3 separate regions of the Ovis aries genome follow, and all the other regions are linked to region 3. The links are chromatin contacts, called in public Hi-C maps. All regions are on one chromosome and are shown on one strand. The core of a region is the stretch at or near the end of the contact, and the rest is flanking DNA. Distances in the headings are between cores, read along the strand shown.

Region 1 (4,052 bases), core at 796-3,295, 150 kb after region 3:
TACAGACATGCTCAGAGATTAGGGGGCCATCCAAGGTCACACCTCTGGCAGCAGCGATGCCACGACTCAAGACTCGAACATTTCGTGCTTTGTGTCGGGTTCCCCCCACCAACCCCCCCACCCAGAGACCAAGCTCCTTCCAGTACGCGGCTGGGCTCGCGCTTTCGGGAGCGCTTCTCGGAAAGCAGCCCTCCCCCGCCCACCGGCACGGATCCACAGGTGCGCCGCAGAAGCCGCTCGCCCGGAGCCCGGCCCGCCGGCTCACCGCGGCGCCTCAGGCCCGGACCGCAGCTCTCTCGCTCTTGGGCCTCGCTGCAGGCTGGAGCTCCTGCCGTGCCGGCCCCCTTCCGACCCCCGCGCCCCATTGTTCCCGACCTCACTCACCTCAGAGGATGCCGGCGCAGGCCGGACTGGGGCGCTCGTGGCCAGTTCCCGGCGGCCCAGAAGGCTGGGTCGGTGACGGCAGGATCCACGAAGGCGAACTCTACGACTTCTCCGCCGGCCCTCCGGAGCGGGAGTAGGCGGGGGCGCTTCACCCTCCTCGCGAGACAGCGGAGACCCCGGCGGTTGCTGCGACCCCTGTGACGTAAAGCGCTCATCACCAATGGCAGACAGGGGGCGGGGGCAGAAACCAAAACCCACTTCGCCGGCCCCCAGCGCGTCAAAACACAGCACCCGCCCGCGTGACGCATGCGCGGTAGAGGACGCCCGCACTGAAGGCGGGCCTTCGCGCGCTCGGCCCTTCCCCCACTTGCCTCCGCTCCCGGAAGGAGAGCGACGTGACCCCTGAGGACGAAATCGCTAACGTACCGTCAACTCGAATAAATACCAGGGGATCTTAAAGTTCGCGTCTGACTTACTCGGAAGACACAACTAACTTGGTCTCATTTGAAAGTTACGTCTGACTCTGCGAGACCTCCAGGGAATTCCTCAGGCCAGAATACTGGAGTGGGCAGCGTTCCCCTTCTCCAGCGGATCTTCCCAACCCAAGGATCGAACCCAGGTCTCCCGCATTGCAGGCGGATTCTTTACTAGCTGAGCCACAAGGGCTGGGGTCTCATTTAAACCTTGCCAAATTCTGCGAGAAGTTACTCAAACTATCTCTGGTGTTCGATTAATGAACCGAGTTATCCGGAAGGGAATGTACTTGGGCTGAAAAGTTAAGAACCACCACCAGGATTCCAATGGAATCCCAAATCAATTTTGAGAGATCAACTCCAGTCAGGATGAACTATCATCTGACGTAAAATCAGTGGGAATTGAAATCTTCCCGAAACAGATAACGTCTTTTCCTTACCTGCTCTCCGAAATATGTATTAAAACCCTGTTTAGGTGATAGCTTAGATTACAGAAACAAAACGTCTGGTGCCTGACGCAGCCCGGTTGTCCCATTCTTCGCTTCAAATATAAGCATCCCGAACATTCTAGAGCTGAACTTGGTAAAACGGCCCGCGTGCCAAACCCCATCCTTTGGCTTCATATTTGATCGTGCTACAGTTCTAAGCATACAAACGCTCGATGAGCACTTGCTAATTGGCAGCTACATTATGCCGGGTAATTCGTGCCACGTTATTTCTTCTTAAAAGTAGCTGATATCAACAAGCCATTGCGTTCTCAAAAACTTTTAAGAAACTCCAGTAACAGGAAGTCCCACAACGACTCGTCAGTTATATAAAAGCAGGTTGTACTCTAAAAGGTGAATACACGAACTACCTGGTTACCGTGGTTATCCGGTTAGAAACATTAATTCTTTCAGTGCTAGACGTCGGCGTAATACTTAAACCGTGGATTATTTTTCCAAATAAACTTTTAAATGCACATGACGGTACCTTATCTCGCATTAATACTGCTCTACACCTGAAAGACCGGTTGACGAGTCAAGCCTCTCCCTCACAGCGGCAAAACAAACCCATCTCCAACGTTATTTTCTCGTTTCTCTCCCTCCCTCCCCTTAAAGCGGGCTAGGCCCCCGGGCACGTGACACCGCCCCCCCAGCTCCGGGCGGAAGAGGCTGGCCGGGCTGATGGGAAACGCGCGGGGAGGCGAGTGGGCGGGCGCTCGCGCCCGGCTGAAAGATGGCTGCCGCCGCCCGGCAGCCACCGCCCCGCAGGTTACTGTAGGGCCTGCGGCTTCCGCCCGCGCCCGCGGACCACCGCCACCGCCTTACCATGAAGCCAGTGAGTCGCCGCACCCTAGACCGGATTTATTCCGCGGTAGGTATTGGGCTTGGTGGGCCTCCACGGGGGTCTACGTTCGAGGCCCGCGGGTGGAAGGTCCCCTATATCCTCAGCGCCCAGAAACTCTAAAATCCATTCTTGAATTAAGCCTTTCACTCCCTAACCTCGACTCCGCCTCTTCCTGGAGGACACGGTCTTCCGCTTCTTACGTAAGGGCTACTGGGTGAACTCGCTTCCGGAAACACATTTATTCGAGTTTGTCACTAAAATCCCCACCTTAGCAACGTGCGCGGCAACCTGATGTGGGCCGGGAGGACGTGCCACTCACAGGTTGTTTTCACTCCTACTCTTGCATTTCCTAGTTGCTCCTCGCGGTCGTATTGCTCTCCTGGGGATACGTCATCTATGCATCAACTGTAGCTGCACGACGACAACTAAGCAAGGAATACCCAGACAAAATCTTCGGAATGAACGAAAATTTGTAATTCCTCTGGATTTGATTTCATGTATAAACAGTTCTTTACCTCTGTCTGATACATGTCTCGATTTAAAGTAAAATCTTTAATACAATGATTCCAAATTCACTTTTGTATACCGTCCGTTATAGTAACCATTAATTCTCGATTTTTCATATACCAAGAGGTTTGTCTTTTAGGTTCTCATATAACAAAGCACAAGGATCTTAGGTGATGCAGTTGTAAAGAATCTGTCTGCTAATGCAGGAGACACCAGTTCCATCCTTAGGTAGGGAAGATTCCCTGGAGCAGGAATGGCAACCCGGTCCAATATACTTGCTGGGAGAATTCCACGGACAGAGGAGCCTGGCGAGCTACAGTTCAAAAAGAGTTGAAGGAAAAGAACACGAGGAAGGATAACAAAGCAAAGTAAATCTGACAGTCTTTTGATCTAGAGTTTCTAAAATACTTCTGAAATGTCTCCAGAAAGCCGTCAAAACAAAGTGTGCTGTAATTTCTGTTCTTATTTTTATTGCAACATTTCATTCCGTTGTATACCTTCACATCAACTAGATTAAGTACAGTGTAAGAAAAACTGTCATGTGACTAAACAAGTTTCTACGTTGTGTTTTCCAGATTAAAAATGGCCAGAAAAAGTAGGTGACTGACCATATTATTTTTATTTAGCCTGTCCAGTTTTTACTTATTGTTAGATAATTCAGTCTCAAATTGTACAGAGAGAATGGCATAGGCTGGGAAGAAACAGATGACACATATGTGAGTAAATTTTATTACTTTTCCAGAAAATACTTTCAATAAGTTGGTAATGTAGCAACAAACTTAGGCTCATACACCTTTGAAATTTTAAAGTAATCTTCAATGATGTTGATCAGGAAATTCTTTCATGGGTGGGATTACTTCTCCAGTCTCCAGAATTGTATCACCCTAGAAAAACAAAGGTGCATTAGTGATAAATCTTGTCAGCAGAGGTAACAGTTCCCCTCTGAGCTCATCTGGAAAACCTAGCTCAGTTCTGGCATTCAGACTTTAAAAATGACATAGGTAAAATAGAAGCTGTCTAAAGATAAGAAAGCAGTATCCAAAATCTTAAGGAATAAGGAACAAATAGGGGAAGTTTTACTCGAACCAAACGACCACAAAGAACATGAAAGTTGTCTTTACAAAGTGACAGAAGGATGACCTTTATTTGCTTGGCCCCCCAAAATAGGAGAAGCCCTAGAAAGAAGTTGTAGGGAAACAGCTTCACTTCAATAGAAAGAAAGAAAGTGAAGTCGCTCGGTCGTGTCCGACTCTTTGCAACCCCATGGACTGTAGCCCACCAGGCTGCTCTGTCCATGGGATTCTCCAGGCAAGAATACTGGAGTAGGTTGCCATTTCCTTCTCCATCACTTCAATACAA
Region 2 (3,902 bases), core at 170-2,669, 160 kb after region 3:
GATCTCTGGTTCCTCTGCCTTTTCTAAAACCAGCTTGAACATCTGGAATTTCATGGTTCCCGTATTGTTGAAGCTGGCTTGGAGAATTTTGAGCATTACTTTACTAGCGAGTGAGAAGAGTACAACTGTGCAGTAGTTTGAGTATTCTTTGGCATTGCCTTTCTTAGCGATTGGAATGAAAACTTAGCTTTTCCAATGCCGTGGCCACTGCTGGGATTTCCAAATTTGCTGGCACAGCAACATGTTTTAGGATTTGAAATAGCTCAACTGGAATTCCATCACCTCCACGAGCTTTGTTCATAGTGATGTTTCCTAAGGCCCACTTGACTTCACATTCAAGGATGTCTGGCTCTAGGTGAGTGATCACACCATCGTGATTATCTGGGTCGTGAAGATCCCTTTTGTACAGTTCCTCTGTGTATTCTGCCACCTCTTCTTAATATCTTCTGCTTTCGTTAGGTCCATACTATTTCCATCCTTTATTGAGCCCATCTTTGCATGAAATGTTCCCTTAGTATCACTAATTTTCTTGAAGAGATCTCTAGTCTTTCCCATTCTATTGTTTTCCTCTATTTCTTTGCAGGGACCACTGAGGAAGGCTTTCTTATCTCTCCTTGCTATTCTTTGGAACTCTGCATTCAAATGAGTATATCTTTCCTTTTCTCCTTTGCTTTTCGCTTCTCTTCTTTTCACAGCTATCAACAACATATCAACAGGACCTCTTCTTTTACAGTAATTAACAAGGAGCTGCATTACCAGCTAGAGGATTATCCTGCTTTCGGGTAGTCGAGGGTAGTGTTAGTTGGTCTGTGTAATCTCAACCTCAAAAATCACAAAGTGTCCTTGGATACTAAAATCATTGAATTTTAACTCTAGTGAATCCTTGGCCATCCTTCTGAGGAAAAGTTTCCCCAGTTCAAAAGAAAGCCAAACCTGTAGCATCCTGTATAATCTAGGCAAAGATTCGCCTCCTTCTCATCACACTTGAGAGACAAAGGGCAAGACAATCCCAAAGCCACACAAGCTCCGAACTCCTGACTTCCAGCGCATGACTCTTGGGACCAGAGGGAGTCCCAGACAAGCCTAAGTCTCGACTGAACCTGACTCTCCCTTGGGGAACTTCCGGGGGCAGAGCGAGTTAGTCCTTAACGCAGCTATAGCGAACAGGTTGTCTCAGCAGCCAGGCCGTGGACTGCGATGGGACGAGAGTGGGTGGGGGCTGGGGAGGGCGGTCACTCACCACGTTCTTCCAGAGAGCTCCGTCTTGCAAAAATTTATTCCAGAATCGCTCCACAGGCGACACTCTCCGCGGAGGCAGCACCGGTTCCCGGGGGCTCAGCTCCTGATCTTTCAGCCATCGCCTTCTTAGCTCTCGCAGCTGCTGCAGCCGCAGCTTCTCGTCGGGCGTATACCCCGACATGTCGCTGCTGATACCAAGGCAGCAGGAGTCGGCGCGCACCCGAACCAGGGTCTTGTCACTTACGCGCGCTCCCGCTCTGCAAAGCGACCTTGCGAGGACGCCTGGGAGCGGCGCGCCGTTATAACGTCACTACGTTCCTGCCTCCGAGCGACTCCAACCTGCGCGTAGTGGCTGGGCATGCGCAAAGCCCTGCACACCTCGCCGGCGGTACTGGTCCAAACTACCAGAAGCGGCGGGGGCGGGGGCCGGAGGCCGCTTAGTTACCTGAAGGGTATGAGAGGTCGGAGGACTAGAGGTTCTGTTAAGGAAGAACTGGTGTGCTGGATATTGGAAGAATGAGAATATGTGACTCAATGAATGTGACGTCCAAGTGTTAAATGCTGTATTTGCTCTCCCACCTTAGAATTTTCTCTTCCTGTGACCTACAGAGTGTGTGGAGACATTAAGTCTTTTGTCAGTGACTGAAAAAGTGACCCTGAGCAGCTGTCTCAGTCTGTTCCTTCATCGGTTGCTGTTATTGTTTAGTTGCTAAGTCGTGTCTGACTCTTTTGCGACCCCTTGGACTGTAGCCGGCCAGGCTTCTCTGTCCATGGGATTTCCCAGGCAAGAATACTGGAGTGAGGTGCCATACCCTTCTCCGGGGAAATCTTCCTGACCCCGGGGTCTGCACTGCAGGCGGATTCTTTGCAGCTGAGCCACTGGGGGAAGCTTTCCTTCATCTGTACTGTAGAAGTAAAAAGAATCTCAGTATATAGCAGAGTTGTACACATTCACCCTTTGATCCGGTATTCTCATTTCTAGAATTCTGTCCTAAAGATATAGTAGTAAAAGTACTATTGTTCTATTAGTAAATAGTAAAAGTACTATTGCAAATTTGTTTACTGCAGCACCATAAATAATAAAATATGGAAATTCCTCAACAAATGGCTAGTTGAATAAATTGTAAACGAATGCAATGAAGTGAGTTCCTAGAAACATAATATTGTTCAGTGGGAAAAAAGCTACGTGGAGGGAAGTGTACATAGTACCTTTTATCCAAAAAAGGGAGGACAGTAGTAATGTTATATATAAATTTGCCTATGAAACGGCCCAGGGACTATGGCCAACCCAGTAACCATGAATATCTCTAGCTCCTAGATTGTGATCTCTAGATACTATCTTCAATTAAAAGGAACCAAGACTCCTTAGAGTAGTTGTTCTTAAAACATTTTGTTCCCTAAATCTCTTTAAATTCTTAAAATTGTGAGAGAGCCCCAAAGAGATTATTGATGTGGGTTATATCTATTGATGTTTAGTGCATTAGACATAAAAACGTGGAAAATTTTAAAAAATCTGTTAACAAAAACTACTTAGAAGAGTGCCATTGTAAACTTTTCTAATGTCTGGCTTAATAAATGATGGCAGAATTCTTATAGCTGCTTCTACATTCAATCATCATATCATACATCATGTAACCATGGGAAACTCTGTATGTGTTTGTGAGACAAAGAGAGTTTAAAAGAGCAAATAGCATCTTAGTATTTTTATGAAAATAATTGTGACCACACAAACCCCATGATAGGATCACAGGGACACCCAGGGGCTCCCCAATCACACTTTGAAAACCATCACTTTGGAGAAATAACTAATTTCAGGTTCCCGTTGGAAATGTAAAATAAGCCTGGAACATCTTATCTTAGCTGAAGGCAGGGAGGTTTTTAAAGACTAATAGGGTGGTGTCAAAATGATTGAGGAGACAACTTGAACAGACTTACACTGGTCAAAGATGGAATGATTTGAGCATCAATAAGTATGGTGACTTCAGTGGGTGAATGAAAAATATCAGATACATTTACATACATGATTTAAAAAATGATTTATGATTTTAAAAAATCATGATTTTTTTTCACTATGATTAAAAAAAAACCTTACTGGTCACTTTTTGATGGTGTTAGCGAAAGTGAAAGTGAAGTCGCTCAGTCGTGTAGGACTCTTTGTGACCCCAGTCCATGGGGTGTTAGGGAACCAACTCATTATTTTGAAAACTAATAAGCAGAGGAAAAATCAAGCACTTTTCTGGCCTCTTTATATAAATCATAAAATAACAAAATAGTTGATAAGGAGACATTTATTCAAAAAATCACAAAAACCTAGTAAAAGAATAGATGGCATAGTTAGAATATTACTATTTTGCAAACATTGGTTTGTTAATGAATCAATGCCCAGATCAAGAGGTTGACATCCTTGACAGAGAGCCACTGCGCCTCCTGGTGGAAGACTACCTCACTGCCTGTGAACGAGTCTTGGTAAACAAAAAACGGAGCCTGAATCTGATCAAGTTTCTAGATCTAACCACTCATTTACAGGAAACATAGGAATAACATCAGAATGATATGAATACATTATGAAAAATCTAACTTGTAGAAACTTCAGACAAGCAGCTCGGATTCTTTAAAAGAATATATGGAGGCAAGAGAGAGACCCTATAGAATTAAGAGAAACA
Region 3 (3,513 bases), core at 70-2,569:
CAGTTTAGAAAGTGGGTAGGAAGAAAGTCTTCTCCCATACAGTAAAAATATAATGCTTGTTATGTGTGTGTGTGCGCTCAGTTAGTCATGTCCAATTCTTTGCGACCCCATGAACTACAGCCCGCCAGGCTGCTTTGTCCATGGGGATTCTGCCATTTCCTCCTCCAGGGGATATTCCTGACCCAGGCATTCAACTCATGCCTCCATCTGCACTGGCAGGTGGATTCTTTACCACTGAGCCACCTGGGAAGCAATGTTTACTACACAGTAAATATGTCCTTCTTCAAACTTGAATATAGTAGCAGCCGTGTTAGTTGCTCAGCAGTGCCCGACTCTTTGCAACCCCATGGACTGTAACTCGCCAGGTTCCTCTGTCCATGGGATTCTCCAGGCAAGAATACTGGAGTGGGTTGTCATTTCCTCCTTCTCCAGGGGATCTTCCCAACCCAGGGTTATGAACCCGTTTTTCTTATGTCTCCTGCATTGGCAGGCGGGTTCTTTACCGCTAGCCTCACCTGGGAAGCTAAAAACGCTACGTTACACAGGTTGGCCCCTATGGGGATAGCCACTACTCCTTCTTTCTATAAGCCGTATATCCATATACTCAAGATAGAAAACTACAATCACTCTTTATATAAGTTGGGCAAAACCCTCACCTTTTCTCTAGAAAGATCTAATCAGTCAAATTTGCCTGAGCAGGCGCGACGCCAACCAACCTATAGAAACTAGGCGCAGTGAGGAAGGCCTGCTGAGTCAACTCAGTCATTTCTCTGACTTCTGACAGGTGAACAGCCTGCATTAGGAAGCGTTGCTAGACATAAAAAAACAACAACACTGAAACTTTGCACTCCATAACCATGGAAACTCTGAAGTCCTGGCAGTCACTCGGCTCGCTTTGCCAGGCGCTAAGATGGGGGCGGGGTGGGGGCAAAGGGGAGAGAGGGGAGGTGACCACGTACCGGGGTGTCGGACAGGGAAGCCTCCACAGTGACGGTCAAATCATTTTTAAAAGCTGCATTTCTCACCTGCCCCTTCAGCTCCTTCCCTGCGAGCTGGGCAGTCACACTCCACGCCCAAGAGTGAGCGTGTCCCCGGCCTGGGCCAGCATGGGAGGATCCTGTCCTGAGGCGGCTTCCTGCCGCTGACCCCCAGCTACCCCGCTCCCTCCCGGGCGAGGTCTCCGCGCCCGCAAGCCCCGCCCCGCCCGCAAGCCCCGCCCCGCCCGCAGGCCCCGCCCCACTCGCCGGCCCCGGCCCGGCCCCGGCCCGGCCCCGCCCCTCGGCTGGCGGCCCTGCGGCGACAGGGGGCGGAGCGGCGCCAGCGGCTGGACTCAGCCCGGGAGAGCGCCCCCAGCCTGGTTCCCCGCGCCAGTCGGAGTCCGCCGTGCGCCCCGCGGTGAGTACGACGCGGCCCAACCCGGGTCCCCGGGCCCGAGCGCCGGCCGCCCTGCCCCGGCGGGGGAAATGCGGGTCGGCGGAACCCCGGGCCGCCTCCCCGAGCCGGGCTGCGGCGCGCCGGGCCGCCCGGGGGAGCGGGAAGGCAGCCGGGAGAATCGGGACTAGTTCCTGGGGACTGACCCCTCCGCCCTGTTCCCAGCCCGTGCCGCGCCGAGGACCGGGGCGGGACTGGAAATGGCTCTCCTCGGCCTCCTTCGCCCGGGCTGTGCCGGCCGCCGGGAGAGTCCGCGCCGAGCTTGTGCGGGCCTCAGCCGGGAGTCGGCGAGGCTGTGGGGGCCGCCGGGAGAATCCACGCTGCGACTTGTCCCGGCACACTGAAGCGGGGAGTCCTGCCCCCAAGGAGGGTGTGCGGGCTTCGCCGGGGAGTCCTCGTCGAGCTGGGGGTGGCGAGGGAGGGACATTTCCCACTGGGGTTCCGACAGATCGGGGAGTCCACACCAGGTGGTAAGGGGGAAATGGAGTGAGGAGGGAAGAGACCCTCGGTGGAAGGGGTGGGGACACAGTCCATCCTGAAGATTCACAGACCTAGGGAGGAGTGAGTGAGTGTGTCTGTGTGTGTCTGTGTGTGTGTGTGTGTGTGTGTGTGTGTGTGTGTGTGTGTTGCGGGGATGGGGGCAGAGAGTCGGAAACAGCCTCTCAGCAGTGGGGACAGAGTCCATCCTAAAGACTCACAGACCCAGGGAGGAGTGAGTGAGTGAGTGAGTGTGTGTGTGTGTGTGTGTGTGTGTGTGTGTTGCGGGAACGGGGGCAGAGAGTCGGAAACAGCCTCTCAGCAGTTCTCAAACTCCCCTATACACTCTTAAAAATTAGTATATTAAGGAGCTTTTATGTGGGTTATGTGTCTCAATATTTATCATGTATAACTAAAACAGAATTTTTCAATATATTTAGTATCTCATTTAAAAATAGTGGTAAAGAATCCACCTGCCAGTGCAGGAGACATAAGAGATGTGGGTTTGATCCCTGGGTTGGGAATATCCCCTGGATATGAAAATGGCAACCCACTCCAGTATCCTTGCCTGGAGAATCCCGTGGACTTAGGAGCCTGATGGGCTACAGTCTATGGGGGTAGCAAAGAGTCTGATATGACTGAGCACACAGACATGCATGCATTATATGTTGATATGTGTTTATGAAAATAACCATACCTTTCAAAATAGAATGTTACTGACCAGAGTATCATTGTATTATATTTTTGCAAATCTCCTATCAGTTTTAATAAGTGGCAGCTAGGGTTCTTATATCGTGCTTCTGCACTGTCTGTTGCGGTATTACATGTCATATCGCCTCTGGAAAACTCCACTGTGTACTCCTGAATGTGTGTGAGTAAAAGCATCAAATAGCATCTTGGTATTATTATGAAAGTGGTTTTGACTTTGTGAATCCCTAGAGTCCTCTGCACCACACTTTGAGAACCACTGGAGTAGGAAATGCTTCAGGGGCTCAAGTCATTGATCCCGCTTCTTGTTTGTGATCCTTCCTCTGAATGGGAACACGGATCACCCCAAGGAAGGATGGTTAACCTCTGGTAGCTGCAACCAAGCTGACCTCACTCTGGAAACCCAAGTACTGTGTCCCCACGTAAAAGATAATGAGCCCTGCACGCCTCCTGAAAACTGGCAAGGCTCTCAGATGCCTTAGGTTATTTCTGTGCCTGCAGAGGTGGCCTATGTATGCCTTCAGATTGTAGTGGGGATGTGGCACACAGGACCTATGGGTTCAGAGACATGCCCATAGGGAGCCGGTGCCAAGTGTGGAGGAGTTTGTTCAAGAGCTTCCAAGTGGGTCGGAAGTGATTTCGAAGAGAACAGGGAGGCATGTTATTGCCTCCCTTTCCTCCATGATCACTTCTGTGTGTGGTTGTGCAACCTTGCATTTATTGGAATATGATTCCCAGTCTTGGTGCTCTTTCCCTTTCCACTTTCGGGGTTGGGGGGTGTTTGTCCCTGTGGGTGGCCCTTCCTCAGCCTCTGCCAGACCCCAGTGTCCTGCAGGCTGCTGTGTGGTAGGTGGGGACCCCTCATTGGATTTCTTCCTTGGCTTCTTGCTCTGTCAG

Evidence for each region. Hi-C and Micro-C count contacts between places; a contact is called where the count stands out from the background.
Region 1: a contact with region 3 is called in a Hi-C map of liver, with 4 times the contacts expected there. The contact joins the promoter of SMIM27 here to the promoter of ACO1 in region 3. A contact is called at or near these places in 9 of 16 Hi-C or Micro-C datasets (blood, hypothalamus, liver and 4 more).
Region 2: a contact with region 3 is called in a Hi-C map of hypothalamus, with 8 times the contacts expected there. The contact joins the promoter of NDUFB6 here to the promoter of ACO1 in region 3. A contact is called at or near these places in 14 of 16 Hi-C or Micro-C datasets (blood, hypothalamus, liver and 6 more).

What each region holds. Positions count from the first base shown.
Region 1 is chr2:101,690,375-101,694,426 of ARS-UI_Ramb_v3.0, forward strand. SMIM27 (small integral membrane protein 27) reads left to right here and starts at 2,046. Exons shown (of 2, transcript XM_027964598.3): 1 at 2,046-2,213; 2 at 2,540-2,750. The coding sequence starts at 2,169. The coding sequence ends at 2,662. TOPORS (TOP1 binding arginine/serine rich protein, E3 ubiquitin ligase) reads right to left here and starts at 2,360. Exons shown (of 3, transcript XM_060409530.1): 1 at 1,722-2,360; 2 at 385-579. The coding sequence starts at 1,841. NDUFB6 (NADH:ubiquinone oxidoreductase subunit B6) reads right to left here. Exons shown (of 4, transcript NM_001185123.1): 4 at 3,509-3,577. The coding sequence ends at 3,509.
Region 2 is chr2:101,707,120-101,711,021 of ARS-UI_Ramb_v3.0, forward strand. It overlaps NDUFB6 (NADH:ubiquinone oxidoreductase subunit B6), which reads right to left and starts at 1,420. Exons shown (of 4, transcript NM_001185123.1): 1 at 1,241-1,420. The coding sequence starts at 1,420.
Region 3 is chr2:101,544,778-101,548,290 of ARS-UI_Ramb_v3.0, forward strand. It overlaps ACO1 (aconitase 1), which reads left to right and starts at 1,320. Exons shown (of 21, transcript XM_015093260.4): 1 at 1,320-1,395.